Linked DNA regions of Mus musculus: all the other regions are linked to region 2. The links are chromatin contacts, called in public Hi-C and HiChIP or PLAC-seq maps. All regions are on one chromosome and are shown on one strand. The core of a region is the stretch at or near the end of the contact, and the rest is flanking DNA. Distances in the headings are between cores, read along the strand shown.

The links. A called contact is a pair of places that touch in the nucleus more often than the background predicts. HiChIP or PLAC-seq counts read pairs in DNA pulled down with a chosen protein or histone mark.
Region 1: an H3K4me3 HiChIP or PLAC-seq map of embryonic stem cells shows a contact between it and region 2, with 22 read pairs. The contact joins the enhancer-like site here to the promoter of Lhfpl2 in region 2. A contact is called at or near these places in 11 of 39 promoter capture datasets (the 3T3-L1 cell line, 3T3-L1-derived adipocytes, cranial neural crest and 6 more), 1 of 15 datasets of contacts at CTCF or cohesin (the NIH/3T3 cell line), 13 of 484 Hi-C or Micro-C datasets (bone marrow-derived macrophages, cerebral cortex, cumulus cells and 9 more), 10 of 115 datasets of contacts at active chromatin or transcription factors (astrocytes, bone marrow-derived macrophages, embryonic forebrain and 4 more) and 3 of 9 other capture datasets (adipose tissue, liver and pancreatic islet).
Region 3: a contact with region 2 is called in a Hi-C map of embryonic fibroblasts, with 4 times the contacts expected there. The contact joins the enhancer-like site here to the promoter of Lhfpl2 in region 2. A contact is called at or near these places in 9 of 39 promoter capture datasets (3T3-L1-derived adipocytes, the HPC-7 cell line, embryonic stem cells and 6 more), 1 of 15 datasets of contacts at CTCF or cohesin (the NIH/3T3 cell line), 18 of 484 Hi-C or Micro-C datasets (the C2C12 cell line, CD8 T cells, LSK cells and 11 more), 11 of 115 datasets of contacts at active chromatin or transcription factors (astrocytes, bone marrow-derived macrophages, embryonic stem cells and 4 more) and 3 of 9 other capture datasets (adipose tissue, embryonic stem cells and liver).

What each region holds. Positions count from the first base shown.
Region 1 is chr13:93,951,172-93,954,696 of GRCm38.p6, forward strand. No RefSeq gene overlaps it. Among named protein-coding and RNA genes, the nearest start is that of Lhfpl2, 100 kb to the right of the region's middle. Within about 2 kb of position 1,695, at least 12 of the 459 cell types and tissues checked have an H3K27ac peak or open chromatin away from gene starts, as enhancers often do. A contact at or near this core is called in granulosa cells, where this site is marked.
Region 2 is chr13:94,056,223-94,059,479 of GRCm38.p6, forward strand. It overlaps Lhfpl2 (lipoma HMGIC fusion partner-like 2), which reads left to right and starts at 1,574. Exons shown (of 4, transcript NM_172589.2): 1 at 1,574-1,684.
Region 3 is chr13:93,974,094-93,977,391 of GRCm38.p6, forward strand. No RefSeq gene overlaps it. Among named protein-coding and RNA genes, the nearest start is that of Lhfpl2, 82 kb to the right of the region's middle. Within about 2 kb of position 1,783, at least 29 of the 459 cell types and tissues checked have an H3K27ac peak or open chromatin away from gene starts, as enhancers often do. A contact at or near this core is called in the C2C12 cell line, the NIH/3T3 cell line, adipose tissue and 3 more, where this site is marked.

The DNA.
Region 1 (3,525 bases), core at 445-2,944, 100 kb before region 2:
TAAAGCGCCGGGTGGACAGCAGCAAGGGTCAAATAGAGGTCACTTCCCGAAGTCTGGGCCGGAGAGGAACACTTCCCATTTCCAGCAAAACAGGACTTGAAGCTGGGAGCTGTAACCCTGATGAGCCTTCAGCAAAACTCAAAAAAAAATGGTACCCCAAAGTATTGTGCCTTGGTATGCTGATTACTTTGAGCTGAAGTGAGGGGCTCCATCCAAAGCAGGGCATCTCTGACCCCTTTCTTCCTCTGCTGGCTTCTGCCTTCCATCTCTTAATGATCTGATGCTTTCTGTCCAGCTGAATTTGTATGCAGCTGCCCAGCCTTCATCAAGCTTAACCGTAAGCATGAACAACTTTCTGTGAGCCTTGGGGTCTTGTTTCTGAAGACCCCGAGAAACTGCATTTAAAGCGATTTGCTGTGCTTTTCTCTCTTATCTGCCTCTTGCTATTGTTGTGGGTGTTGTTCCTTGAAGACTCGGGGCTAAATCACTATCTTATCACAGGACTGAGCCTGGCTCAGATGGTCCCAGGTCAAACCAGTGTCAGTAAGTTCCCCTTGGGCTCTCCGGTCGAGCCTTCTAAGGTTTTCCTGGCTCTGTGATTGAACACACTCCCCTCTGCTGAGCTCCTGTGAACTCCCTGCTGGCTCCCTTCAGTCCTTATCTCCATCTTGCCCGGGACAAGCTACACATGGAAGGCTTATCTCCTTTCTTTGGGATAGCAAACCTGCCTTTTCCAGTGGTTGACATCTAAGCTCCAAAGAGTGCTTGGGAAAGTAAAAGTTATCATAACTTAATGTTGACTGGGGAACTCCTCCCCACCCCCATTTTAAACAAGATATGCCTACACACATACTCTGCCCTTATTAGACCAGTTCTTCCCCAGGCACCACCTCATCTCCCCTCTGGTCCTGCTGATTTTCCAACGCTGTAAGTAATACAGAAACATAATGCAGAACACAGGTACTTGGATGAGGCAGGCAGTGAAGTTCAAGAGCTGTTCTCTCTCCCTCTCCCTCTTTCTCTGTCTATCTGTCTGTCTGTCTGTCTTTCACTCAGAAGAATCTGGTAGAAACTGGAGCAGTCACCTGCAAAGGAGAGTGAACTGACAGAGGACACAACGCGCTCTTCAAAGGAAGGCAATATGAATATCAAAGGTAGAAGAAAGGCTCTCAGGAAACTCATAAAACACTTGGATATTTTTTGGCAGAAATATTTCTCTTTATCTTCCAGTCTTTGAATGTAAAATGAAGGAAGACATACTGCGTATCACACAATAGCATCAAACAGCTAATACCCCAAATATGGGCTCATTTTCAAGGCTAAGAATGAATATACCATTGTGCATCTCACACCCACTTTATAAAGTAGATAAAAATTATTTTTTTATGATTCATAGCTCTGTTTGAAGAGGAAGTTTCCCTGTGATTCACTAGCATTTCAGATGGCCTTGGATGGCGGGGTAAAGCGTGCCAGACTGAAGGCAGATCCAAGGAAGGATAAGAAAAAGGCTAGGTGGCAGCAACAACCAACTGGAAGTGGACTGGAACACTCACCCTGTTGTCTCAGGTGTCTGCTGCAGCTTCAAAGTGGACACACAAGAGCATTCTGAAGAGATGAGCTGAAGGAAGCTCACTTGCTCACTAAGGAGGGGTGAGAAGCGGGAGGACTACGGGAGAGCAAGCTCTGGGCTGGACGCTGAGAAAGGGAACCAGCTCAGCTTATCGCCTCTTGATAACAAAGATGCCCTCACGCAGATCAACCAAAGAGCCCAACACTTGGGGATTCATACAGGAAGGATTGACTAATCGGCATCATGCTTTCTAGGCAGGAGACTATGGAGAGGTACAAACGTGTGGGCCTGGATAGGGATAATGCAGAAGTGAATGGGGGAGGTGAATCTCCCCCATCCTCCCCATTTGGTATTTGGATTTCAGGGGTCTCTGAAGGTGGGAGGCAGGATAAGGCAGGATAAGGGGTGATTGGGACTCGGGGTAGCAGATTGTCCCCCAGCCATTAGCCCAAGTCAGCCCCTGAGTCCGTATTCTTTACACGACTGGGATGCTCATATCCCCCCAAAAATGCAATGAATTAAGAGCCAGGACTTTAGGAGGTTCTGTGCTTCCAGGGCTAGCCTCATGTGTCACATGAATGCCTTGTCAAAGAGCTGAGGGAAGAACTTAGGACTGTTTGTCCTTCTGTACCTCAGCCATGTGAAGACACTTGTCCCCTCCCAAAGAGACAAAAAGGACCCAGCCTTCACCAGACTCTGACCCGCCTGCCTGAATCTTAGACTTCTACCCTCTAAAAGCATAAACTTCTGTTCCTTATGATTTACTCAAGCGCCAGTCTTTTGTTATACCAAAAAGAGGCAAAACCATAGTTGGATGCCTTGTGGGAATTCAAACATCAATTAGTTCTTTTCTCTCTTAGCAATCTCTCTGCCCATTAGCAATTGCCAGCTTCAATTTGGCTGACCAATGTTCAATTATCAATCATTCACAGATCTGTTGCCAAAAATGATGCTGACCAAATCCAGGTCTATATTAGAGGTACATGGTGCCAGCTCCCAGACAGATCCAAGAACAATTCCCTAACTTAACAGGGATCAACTCTCATGACTTATGATGACAACTCTTGACTGTAAATTTCTTTACGTGTCTGATAGTCAGATAGTCACTCACCTCCCAAAGGAATTGGGATGGGAGCCAAAAGCTATTGTTCTGCCGGTCCTGTATGGACGATCTCATGGTTGCTTGGTCATGGTAGTTTTCTGGACTTTCCAGAGTAAAAAAGTTAGTACCGTTAACATAAACCAAAGGGTCTCTATGGGTTTATCTGTTCATGATATAAAAGGGAGAAAGTTTGGGGCTCAGAGCTGAACAAAGAATTCTCACCTGAGGAATACCGAATGGCTGAGAAGCACCTGAAAAATTGTTCAACATCCTTAATCATCAGGGAAATGCAAATCAAAACAACCCTGAGATTCCACTTCACTCCAGTCAGAATGGCTAAGATCAAAAATTCAGGTGACAGCAGATGCTGGCTAGGATGTGGAGAAAGAGGAACACTCCTCCATTGTTGGTGGGATTGCAAGCTTGTACAACCACTCTGGAAATCAGTCTGGCGATTCCTTAGAAAATTGGACATAGTACTACCGGAGGATCCCACAATACCTCTCCTGGGCATATATCCAGAAGATGTCCCAACCGGTAAGTAGGACACATGCTCCACTATGTTCATAGCAGCCTTATTTATAATAGCCAGAAGCTGGAAAGAACCCAGATGCCCCTCAACAGAGGAATGGATACAGAAAATGTGGTACATTTACACATGGAGTACTACTCAGCTATTAAAAAAATGAATTTATGAAATTCCTAGGCAAATGGATGGACCTGGAGGGCATCATCCTGAGTGAGGTAACCCAATCACAAAGGAACTCGCACAATATGTACTCACTGATAAGTGGATATTAGCCCAGAAACTTAGGATACCCAAAATATAAGATACAATTTGCTAAACGCATGA
Region 2 (3,257 bases), core at 324-2,823:
CATAATTACCTCCATCTTTTTATAAAGGTAAAGTCTTGTATTCACTGTAATATTTATTAGGAATTTAGTACAGTTTATAAACTCTGTTAGTATGTTCTTTTGAATGGTTGCTGTTTTTAATTCTCCGATTGCAATGCTATGTAGATTTTTAAGTTTATTCTTAACCTCATAAGCCCTCTTGTAATTTCTAGCACGTGATTTTGCCAAATAGAGAGAGCACTTAACACTCTTGTAGAATGTGTTTCGGGAAAGCTTTTTTTTTTTTTTTTTTCCCAGTAGGATTCAACCGTGGGAGAGTCCTGGGAACAGCATCAGCAGCTTCAGCGTGGATACAGGCATGGGTCCTTCTAGGACCCCATCTGGATGAGGACCAGCATGGTGATGCATTTGTGTTTGCAGCTATTGTTAATTGGTGATAGGTACCCTTTGCATGTGAAGAATCCCAACCGATTTAATTTGTATGTTTTCTCCACAGACCAGCAGTTGCGGATGACTTATGCTATCTACAATCCTGCTGTGGGATATGGTTTTCAATAGTGGAGTTGCAAAGAAATCAAGAATTTGTTTTGTTTTTTTAATTTTCCTGGCAAAATGCCTCAGATACCCTCTCACCCAGGAAGTGGTGTTCTAGAGCCATTAAGCTTGTAAGGCCGTGCAGATAGGTGCCGTGCCCACGGGTTTCAAAAGCAGGAGGGGGCCATTGAAACTGACAAACCCAAATGGATTTGGAAATAGTGGGTCAAGTGCAAAGACTTCAAGAGCAAAGAGCACATGCAAGCTGCTAGGGAAGGCCGGGAGGGAGGGGTGGGGGGGGTGGGTGTGCTTCGGTGGATAGACAAGTGTCTGAGAGTTTGGAGGCTGAAGCAAATTTGACAGGGGGTGGGGGTTGGAGACAAAGGAAGGTGATCTTAGCTGGGTTCTGTCCTAACACAATGAATTCAGACAATTCAGCCCCTGGCTATTTGACTCTGTCCTTTGCTCTGGCCCTGGGGGCGGTGGTGAGAGGAGTTGGTGGGTCTCCTCTCTGGATCCCTTTCCCGCTGGCTAAACCGCCTTTGATATCTGTGGTATCTATTGGAAAGTGTATCTTCAGTGCCTGGGGGATGTGTCTGGACCCAAGCATCCAAGCTCTGTGAAAGTTTGCAGTTTCCCGAAGTAGAAATCAGGACCTGTAAACTTGTGCCTCCAGCCTCTGCTTTAAAAGCACCGCAGACCACTCTCCACCCTGCGGTTTTCCTGGGCCACGGACCGACTTTCTTCCCGCCCGCCCCGCCGGCTCTGGTCCACGATAGGCACTGGGACAGCGTGAGGAGAGAACCCCGCAGGGCTCCGGGACCCCTTCTCAGGGATCGCGCGCGTCGCCCACACTCTCCCGGGCCCTGTAGGACCCTCCCCCCCGGAGGCCGGGCTTCGCCGACCCCTCCCCGAGCGGCGGCCGGAGGCGGGGATGCTGAGTGGCAGCGGCCGGCCTGGGCTGCGAGGTTCGGCCGCCTCCTCCCGCTGCGCCCGCCCCTCGGCCTCCGCCCCGGCGCCGCCGACCCTCGTCTGCTCCCGCCCTCGCCCCTGCGGGTCCGCCGGGGCCAGATCGAGGCTGCAGCGAGGAGGCGGCACAGAGAGCCCGGCTGGGGAAGGCTGCACGCGCCCGGGCCAGAGCGGGGCGTTAGGAGCCGGCTGCCCCGGCCAGGTAGGTGCTGCGCGGGGAGCCCGGGAGGGGGCCGGTCCCCGACAGTGCACGGGGGCGCGGAGGGACGGGCGGCGGGTGCCGGGGCAGGAAGGATCCGCTGCAGCGCCGGCCCGCCGCAGACGTGGAAGAAGTTGAGCCTGGAAGCGCTTTTTCCCGGGGAGCTGTAGTGGTCCCCTCCAGCCCCGGTCCGTACCGCGTGGGTCTCACCGGCCACAGACCTCAGCTGCATCTCAGACCTGGGCTGCATTTTTTGTGGCCAGTGCAGAGGGGTGAGGGCTGGCGAGGAGGTGGGCGGGGAGTTGGGGAACACCACATCTGGGGTGGATGAAGGACTCAGAGAGATGGGTTTGAATGCAGTCCCTACCCCCACCCGGCCGCACTTCTCTCTCAGTCTATTCGCGGTCGCGTGCTCTCTGAACTGAGAAAAGCAAAAAGAGTTTCTTCAAGTCGGCTCAACTTTTCTGTTAATTCAGGAGGTTCGGGAGTTTGTATGGAAGTAAGGGCAAAAGACTCTCATCCTCGCACCCTACCTCACTCCTGCCCGGGCAGTTTCCTGTACTCTGTGCCATGATTGTTTTTGTGCTTGTAGATTACAGCTGGTGACCTATATGGAAAAGTGGAACCACTGCCGGCGAGTGTGTGTTGGAGCCACAGGGCGGCAAGGTGTGGGGGGCTAAGTCAGAGTTCCTTCGAAGGGACTTTAATTCTCTGAACACTCTTCCTGTCCAGCTCAAAGAGAGGATGGGATAAGGAATAATTTATCTTGCTCTTTCTGATGCTCTTCTAATCATTTTTTTTAAAAACTCCCTTTCAAATTAAGAGATAGAGAACACGCATGCGATGGTTAAATATTTTAAAGACAGGGAAGATGAACATCTCTCTCTGCAATCAGGCTAATAGGGCTAGCCTGTGTTGGAACATCTGATTCTGATGAAATATTTGAAAGGTTTAAAGCAATACCAGACGATGTCATTAAAAAAAAATAGAGTGACCTGCAGTAGGTCATACAGAGCAGTGTGGCCTGTGGTCTGTGACAGCATTTTATAGCGGGAGGTGGAGCACTGTAAGCTTAAAGAGAAGAGGGTGGGAAAGGGGGCTGCTCATTTGTCTTGAACCAGTCTAGTTAGGAAGAGTGATTACACTGCAAATGAACATTTGTGAATATAATTTGAGTCATGATACATGAACCAGCCATTTGTCTGAAGGAAAAAAAGGATCTTTGTAGATGAGAGCAAAGCAGTGCCTTATGGGGGAAAAATAAGCATACCGTTTATCCATGTGCGCAACTCAGAATTGACAGCACCTGCTAACAACAGAGGCATGGGCTTAGAGATTTGGCTGCAAGCAAGGTTGAACAAGGCAGGGAGAAAAGTCTACAGCAGGAGATAGTTACAAAAGAATGGATAGAAAACTTCAGGTGTGTGTGTGTACACACACACTGCAAAAAAAAAAAAAAGTCTTCATTTTCTATATATCTTTACTGCAAAGAATTGCCAACACAGGAGGATTAAAATGTAGGAGAGTCCTGGGGCTGGAGAGATGACTCAGTGGTTAAGAGCACTTGCTGAGGTCC
Region 3 (3,298 bases), core at 533-3,032, 82 kb before region 2:
TCCTGGTATGTGTGACTGGAACAATCTTATAATTCTCCCCATGCAACTGAGGGAAATTGTCAGATTGGTCTCTTATAAACTGTACAGACTTCAGTAGCCTGGTCAGGATGTTCAGGGATGTTTATGCGAAATGGACCATGCCCACCAGTCCATTTGCCAGACTCTGTGCAGACATGGGTAAAATGATGTGTGTGAAGACCCTGGTCTACACAAGAACTGCGTTAAGAGCAGAGTTATCCTTTTTATCTCTGGTTTTGCCTATGTCCTGTAATGATCCACCCTCCCTCCCCTTCTTTTTTTCCTGCACTGGGAATTGAACCCGGGGCCTCTTTGGTGCTAAGCACATGATCTATCACTAGGTTGCATCCCTAACCCTGTGATATCCTTTAAAAGAGATTTCAACCAATGAGAAAGGAGGCCACAAATTTGAAAGAGAGCAAGGCACAGAGGGTTTATGGGAGGGCTTATAGAGAGTAAAGGGGTGGAGGAAACAGTGTAATTGTAACCTCAAAAGTAAAAAGACAATCCAGACAAACAATCGGCCAACAGGACATTCCATACTGGGTGAAGCACAGGAAATCATGCCATATGTTCTTGGCGAAAGCTGAAAGGGAGATGCACGTGGGACTGTCCCACACTGAGTACTGAGTACCCGGCCTAGCAGTGGTGGCCCACAAAGGATCCCTCATCTCAGCAAACCTCGTTCAATACTGTCTACTTAGACATTTTCCTATACCATCCCTGGTCCCAACTTCAAACGGACCTGTCCTGTGACCTGTGTTCTCAGGTTACTTAGAAAAGAGGCAATGTATTATGTCCCCACCAAGCCCATCTATCCACCTGGAGTTTTCTGTACTCCCTAATCACAGTAGGTCGCTAGCTGTTCTTCTACCCCCAGTGGTGTCTGGTGCTGCCATAGTATCAACACAACAGCCATCCATTCTCAGTGTGCATCCCTCTCATACAGGTCAATGGTGACAAGGGCCATTTCTAGTCCAGGTCTCCCAGGGCTGGTGGTGTTTGGAAACATGGTCTCATGTATCCCAGGACAGCCTGGAACTCACTATGAAGCTGAGGAGAACATGGAACTTCTGGCTATCTTGTCACACTATCTTCAAGTACAGGGATTATAGATGTGAATCACTGTCCTTTGTTTATGCAGTACCGGGGATTAATGACACTCAGGGCTTCATGCATGCAAGGCAAGCATTCTACCAACTGGGCCCAGATCTCACGGGTTTAATTGCTGCTCTGGCATGGCCCTTCCCATAAATCTAATATTTTGAGCTGTTTTCTTCTTCCTTCCTTCTTAATAGGAAGCCCGTAGCTTGGATGACCAGGGAAGTCCTGGTTTCCCTGGTTGGCCAGGTGTAACTACTAATGACAACCCTTTGGCTTTAACATGTGCTAATTGAGAACACAGGTTTTAGGGTAAGCCCACCTGGGGCTGAATGTGTCTCCACCAAGCTAGGAAGCAGGTATAGCACACGAAAAAAAGAAAAGGTTCCAAGCTGTCAGGGCAAAGGAACCTTTATACAGTGGCATGCTCCTGCACCAAACCTGAGCAGTACTCACTGACATCTCAGACAGCAGGGACTAGGCAAGTTGTCAAGAGACAGTCAGAGGGGCGTTTGAAAGCGGGAGATTTGCAGGGATTCGAGGTGGGAAGGCAGAGGGAGATGTCAGAAGGCTGTGCAACCCCAGAGGATGTGGCAGGGAGTATTTCATGGCATGGGGTTTGTCTTGCATTCCTGAGAGGCTAGGCTGCGTTCTTTATTGGTGCACTGCTTCTGCCAAGGTCTATTGTGACTCACTCCCTCCAGGCAGCCTGCCTAGATTGGACCTCCCTACCTAGACCGAGAAGGCAGACCAGGGCTTACTGCTTTCTGTTTCTCCCTGTCATTGATAAATTGCTCATCTCTTGATGGATGAGGTTTTCACCTGCTAAGATTTCTGGTCAGCTGTTCCTGAGGGCAATAGTTCAAATTACCTAGTTGTCCTGTCTTCCAAAGAACTGAAAATCAGCCCTTTCTCTTTGTAGCTATAAAAAGTTACTTCAACAAAATGTATATTTTCCAGCATGTTATAAGTAGACATGTTTAAAGCTCCTCACATCCTTTTACTGATCTTCTTACATCATTAAAAATGTACTCAAGTAGCCATTCTATATCTGCTATTACCCACTTTATACTGCACCAACAAGCTACTCTCCAGTACTAGGCAACTTTACACATGTTGAATGTAGAACCCATCCCCTTTCCCCACAGGAATATTTATTACGTCTGGTGTAATAAATCCAAGCGCCGGAACACCTTTTTTATTTCTAAATCACTTTGTCATTCTTTGTCACAAAAGTATGTAAACAGATTGTAATTTCTTGTGACTGTTAAGCTCAATGATAGAAATCGTTCAGACAGAGTTGCCAGCACAAGTGGTCTCACCAACTCTTATCATCACACAGAAGGGAGTCAAGGTGGGTGAGACCGATCTGCAGTGAAGAGCACTGCGGCTACCCTTGCAGAACCCAGGTTCAGTTCTCAGCACCCACATGGCAGCTCACATCCATAACTCCAGCCAGGGATTTGACACCCTTTTCTGGCCTTCAGGGTCATGAGCATGCAGATGTATACACGTACACACATGCAGACAAACGGTCATATGCATACTAATGAAAATAAACAGATTTTTTTGTTATATATTAAACATAATGGTGAAAATTTCTCAGGGATACGCCTCTTGGAAAGATGTGTCTGCTTCAGCCATTAAGAACGTACGGTTAGCCGGGCGTGGTGGCGCACGCCTTTAATCCCAGCACTCGGGAGGCAGAGGCAGGTGGATCTCTTGAGTTCGAGGCCAGCCTGGTCTACAAAGTGAGTTCCAGGACAGCCAGGGCTATACAGAGAAACCCTGTCTCGAAAAACCAAAAAAAAAAAAAAGAACGTACGGTTAGTCACTTTCTACGACTGACCACATCCTGTCCATCCCTCTTATTTTTAATCTTGGCAATACTCAACAATATGTATTAAGCAAGCAGAAATTGAATTTCCTAAGAAGTCCTATTACACATTTTAAAAAAACAAAACATACCCAGGGGTCTATTACTGTAATCAGCTTGTCTGGGAAGAATTAAGGCAGTCGAAAATGACATCTGTAGCTCTCTCTTTGGCTCTCTGAGCCAGTAGACTTCACAAATCCCCTCAAGGCTCTACTGGGAGAAGAGACGTCTAAAGTGCACTGGGGTGTCTGAAAGAGGAACTTGTCTGCTAGAGGGTGAACTTGTGTGTCAGAGGAGAAAATT